Linked DNA regions of Gadus morhua: region 1 is linked to region 2. The links are chromatin contacts, called in public Hi-C maps. All regions are on one chromosome and are shown on one strand. Each heading gives the region's core, a stretch centred on a gene start, on an enhancer-like site or on the middle of the called end of the contact. The rest is flanking DNA. Distances are from core to core; before and after follow the strand shown. Region 1 holds the start of khdrbs1b (KH domain containing, RNA binding, signal transduction associated 1b). Region 2 holds the start of kpna6 (karyopherin alpha 6 (importin alpha 7)).

Evidence for each region. A called contact is a pair of places that touch in the nucleus more often than the background predicts.
Region 1: a Hi-C map of heart shows a contact between it and region 2, with 4 times the contacts expected there. The contact joins the promoter of khdrbs1b here to the promoter of kpna6 in region 2. A contact is called at or near these places in 4 of 6 Hi-C or Micro-C datasets (blood, gill, gonad and 1 more).

What each region holds. Positions count from the first base shown.
Region 1 is chr22:19,660,061-19,662,760 of gadMor3.0, forward strand. It overlaps khdrbs1b (KH domain containing, RNA binding, signal transduction associated 1b), which reads right to left and starts at 1,328. Exons shown (of 11, transcript XR_003974607.1): 1 at 797-1,328.
Region 2 is chr22:19,423,134-19,425,833 of gadMor3.0, forward strand. kpna6 (karyopherin alpha 6 (importin alpha 7)) reads right to left here and starts at 1,396. Exons shown (of 14, transcript XM_030346443.1): 1 at 1,244-1,396. The coding sequence starts at 1,247.

The DNA.
Region 1 (2,700 bases), core at 78-2,577, 240 kb after region 2:
ACCGGACCAGAGGACCTGGATGGTGGGGGGTTACCGGGGGCCGATATATATACACTGATCAGGTGTGAATACTGCACGGCGCACCAGCACTGGTGCGGCCCCAGGGTGGACGCCAGTCAGGACGCCTCCTGTCATGGGCGGTTGCAGAGCGGCGGGAGGCTCGCATTAACGCGGCACATGGTACTTTACTAGTGACGGCTGTAGAGCAGCGGGGGCTCGCACTTACACGGCACATGGGACTTTACTAGTGACGGCTGCAGAGCAGCGGGGGGTTGCACTAACACGGCACATGGTACTTTACTACAGTGACGCCCTGCAGTGAGACGGCCGTGACTCGCGCCTGTCCAGGGGTCTGTCACCCCCTTGACTGTCCTCCTTGCATCGCCATGGGTGCAAGCCGACGGCGCTTTGTAAGAAGAAAAATGTCTGTAGGAGAAAAGATCCTCCGTTCAGCAAGGCAATTCTACACAATATAACAACTGCTCTTTAGCCCTGTATTGCAGTAAGATGCTGCTCCTTAAGCCTGTATTGCAGTACTTGGACACTGCTCCTTAAGCCTGTATTGCACCTATTCGGACGTGTCGCTCCGTGTGCAGGGCATCCACACACATGGCTCTGCTTGTCAAAGGGCTGATTGTGAGCGGTAGACGGGGCAGTCCTCTTCCAGTCCCCGAATGCACAACAACCCGCACACCGCACTACGTTACACCACCGCCGTTACCTGAACACACATCCCCTTATGGACCATATGAACCTTATGGACCATAGGCTATGTCCTCAAATCGGACCACTTTACCTGCGGTTAAAAGTTTCATGGCGTGCGTAAAGGACGCGTCCAGGCTGTCCTTCTCGGCCAGCAGCTCCGGGAGATATTTGCCGTCGTTCTCCATTTTGTAGTTAGAATCAGTTTCTGTCCCGATGTTTCGTGCAAAAACAAAATCTTAAAAACAACAACGAATGTAAACAGAAAAAAGTAGTCCAGTTGCGTTACTAGACAGTGCTTATCCGGCGGGCGGTGTGCGCTTCGCATGCGGGTCCCGAGGGCTGGGAGCGGATCCTCTCCGTGGAGCGACGCGCTGCAAATGGAAGAACGGGAGCAGCGACGGGCGGATCGACTGAGACGCTCTGAGCGAGCGGAAGTGAGCTCAGAAGAGCCTACTTACTGAAGCCGCCTCCTCCTCCTCCAATGGTTCTGATGGGGAAAGTAGAGGTGTGTGTGTGATGAGTGTGTGTTGGTGCTGAATGAGAGGGTAGGAGTGGATGTGTGGTGGTGAGTGTGTGTCGATGCTGAGAGGGTAGAAGAGGATGTGTGATGAGTGTGTTGGTGCTGAGAGGGAAGGAGAGGATGTGTGATGAGTGTGTGTGTCGGTGCTGAGAGGGGAGGAAAGGATGTGTGTGTGTGTTGGTGCTGACGGTGTGTGTGATGATGAGTGTGTTGGTGCTGAAGAGAGGATCCAGGAGTCCAGAGACCTCTTCGCATCGTACAAGTTTCAGCTGTCTTTGAACATTCTAGCCGCGACGTGGGCCTCCAACCGGACCTCTCTTTTTATTCATTTAATTTAATTCGATTTAATTGAATTTTCCAGTGGCTTTCATGACTTTTTAACAATATTAGCAGCAGCGCTGAACGGAAGACTATTCAGTCATTCTGCGGTGTTGTGGTTTTCCCCGTATATCCCTTTAATTTGAATTAATAATTGACCGTAATTTAATAATTACTACGGTTAAATTAACAAGGGATTCATTTAGTTTTTTAATTGAAACCAGACTACAAGGCATCAAAATATTTCAATTTTATTCTAAGCTCTCTACTGCCTCTTAGTGGCTATCAGCATCATTGATCCATAAAATATGTCTATGGATAGGCCATAGGTGTCGTTTACACACATATCTCACTCCTTTTGAAATGGCCTATTTTGTCCCCATCTTAAGTATTCTTAAAGATGTTCTGATAAATAACTTAAAGGGATACCCAGAGATAGCTGTTGCTCCAAATGTATCATGGGGGTCCAGAAGTGAGCTGGGTTAGCTTCTGCTTTCCGTTAGCGGCATTCGTCCACTTGCTGAGTGGCAGTAGCCGAGCACCTGTTCATGGGAGGGGAATACACTATTAATCACTTGCCTAAGGTTTCCAATGTGCTCTGAATAGACAGTGCCACTAACAATACAGTAAGATTGTAGTTTGTCTTTAAACACATATGATTCTGAACTATTTTCAGCGTTAAACTACCTGTGAGGCACCGCTGGCTCAATTATATCATCAGCTGCTTCTGTCTGGCCGTCTACACTACTGCGGTCAAGTGAGCCGCCATTCGTCCATCCGCGGTTAAGCCAGCCGTCACACAAAATCTTCGTGCGCCTCTACTCTAAACAGCCTTTGTGCGGTATCTCGCAACGTTCTCAAAATAAAAGCCTTCACCTACGGTTGTGTGTTTGTGTGGATCGCTGCAAACGCTATCGGCGTGAAAACGTCCACTACAAAAAAGGGTTTTCAAAGGACCAAGCATGCACGTGAGGTTTTCAAAGGACATTTTCCCCGAAACTATACAGTGAAATCATGTGGTTCCTTGTGCACAAGTAGTCGGGACAACAGTTAGTATATTAATATCATTCAGTCCCGGAACTTATGTATATTTTTTAGAGCTGTCAGTTAAACGCGTTATTAACGGCGTAAACGCAAACCAAATTTAACGGCGTTAA
Region 2 (2,700 bases), core at 146-2,645:
GACCTGCTTTTGGCTGACATCAGGGTATTCCTGCCACTCTACAAAACCGATTAACAGCAGAGATTATTGACTGCATAGAAAATCTCACACAATATCCATTCCCGGCATTAAATGAGGCAACTAACATTGTATTTCATGGCCACACATGGCTGAGCTTACACTATCACACTCAAGACCTCTCGGCAGGATAACTTGGTATGAAGAAGATAGTAAAAGAGCAATGATAACGTTGGGATTGTTTATATTAAGAACATTGTAATGATTCCATAAAATGATTCTGCTCAGCAGTAGGCCGTGGTCAGGAACAGACTTTACAGCTACCTGATGCTGTATGGAAGTGCAACATGCCATAGTGTCGTAGCCTGCTTAATATGACTCAGTTATGAACTTTTGTCAAGGTGATAGTGCCGCATGGACACCTGTCGAATAAGGAAAAAAACATGAGGTCGACTTACTACTCCAATGTAGTAAGTGACGTGTTTTATCAAGTCTGTGAGGCACTGAACCCTGAGAATTGGTTTCAAATGTGATAAGGGCAGCGATGTAAGAGAGAGTCCGATCAGGCGTTCGGGAACTGTGGTTTAGGTGGAGTCGTCTATCCTCAGAGACCAGGGGGTCAGACCTGTGGTTCAGAAGGACTGGCCTATCCTCAGAGACCAGACCTGTAGTCCAGGTGGACTGGTCTATCCACATATACCTGTAGTCCAGGTGGACGGGTTTATCCTCATCTGGGTCACATGTCAACAAAAGCCCAAGCTCGATTGTAATGCAGGATTTAAATATTGTAATACGTCTGTTAGCTGACTGGCTAACACCGTTTCCCTTGACTCGTCCTTTCGGTGTCAAACGTTATGACCGAACAGCCGAAAAGGTTTTAGCTGACGTCATGTAATTTAGTTGTTGGACAGTTTTAAAAATAGAGGCTGACAGCCGCATTAGCCGTTAGCAGGCTAGCAGACTAGCTTTAGCCGCTAGCGGGGTGCGTTACTACTTTAACCGTAATCCCCGCTTCCGTCGACCCATATCCACTGAGGTAGTTCCATCCGAGGTTGTCTTTCATACAATAAGCAATAAACGTGTCATTTGGAATCAATGCATGTGCATGACTGTGTTGACATGAGCCCGCTACACGCTTTAACTCTTGCTACAGGGCGCCGCTAGCTAGCTGCTAGTGGACTCTGCCATCAGAGAACTAAGGACTACATTTACTACACACATTCATTCCTATGTCTTACTACCTTACCCATTTTGTCTTTAATCAAACGTTTTCCTCACGTCGCGCAGTAATAAATCGTAGAAATCCTTCCTCCTGAAGCTTTCCAGAGGTTGCTCCTAAAAGCAATCCGTCGCGTCAACACACTGGAGGACAGCAGCCGTCAAGCAGGTAATCTTCAGCCGCCAGGGGGCGCAGCGAACCCACTCACTGCAGCCCCCTGATAAAGTCTGCTCAGAATTAAGTTAGACCCATGGTGTTCTTTTATATTTTATAATTGTGTCATTGTGCATTCAATCAAAAAACTGAATTCAATTCCTGTGTTTGAATTATTAAAGAGATAGTAGAGAACATATAAATAAAAAACGAACTCCCACCTCCAAGTCACTGTTGTGACTCTTTGCAGATGTCTGGATGATATTTATAGATAGTTATACGGCTTGTTCTTCAGAATGCATACATTTCTTGGCTGTCGATACTCCGCCATTTTCTGATGCCTTGAATGATTTGTCGAATGTAAAATCCTAATCAACCCTAAATATACCGTAACCTAGGCCTATCAAAACTTTGTCTCACATGAGCAACGCTGTGGCAGTGTCTAATATCACAATGTGACCCCATAATGACAAATTATTTCACAATGAATTATTATGACCGAAATACCATTACTACCAAATACAATACTATTCCTACGCTATACTTCTGAAATGTAGGCGTCATTGCAATGTGACACATGATGTACACGCCCTTTACCCTTCACTGTCACAGATCTCACTCACTAACAACTATGTTTATTTATTTCTTCCTATTAGCCTCACTTATAGTCTGGGTTGGGATTTGAACCCATGTCTCTCGAACGAACGTGCAACATGCTTCTTCCAGATCTTTCTGTGTTGTAGTTCCTCCCTCACAGGCCTCTGCACGTCTGGATCTGCACCTCATGGAGGACGTCTACTCTGAACATCTGCAGACTGGACGTGGGAGGACAATTGGGGTGAGGTGGCAGGACAGAATGACTCTGGCCGAGTAGTGGTGAATACCTGTGCTGTTTCCAGTTCGCGGTGTCTTCAGGGACCTGGTGTGAGGCACTGAGGAGAAGCTTTAGGGGGCAATGTTGTACTGATGAACACAGTGATAGAGCGCTCTCCACAATCAGGTGCTCTCATATTCCACAATGGATTTTCTTTTTGCAGATCAAGCCAACTCCAGCACAAACCACAAAAAAAATAAAGAATATTGATTACAATTTCTCAGCAAACAAGAAACTAATATTGACCATCAATCCTGTCTGTTTAAAGTGGATCCACTGGCTTTGGTCAGAGCCTCATGAGGCCTTGCCTCTCTCTGGGGGCACGGCGACTACTGGCGGGAGGGCCGGCACTGAGACACGGCATGCTGGGACGGAGCTCCCCCACTCGTGTTAAGTGACACAGGACCAGGAGCGAGACCAGCCGCCGCTTCAAATGGGCCCCTCTAACGTCTTGGGC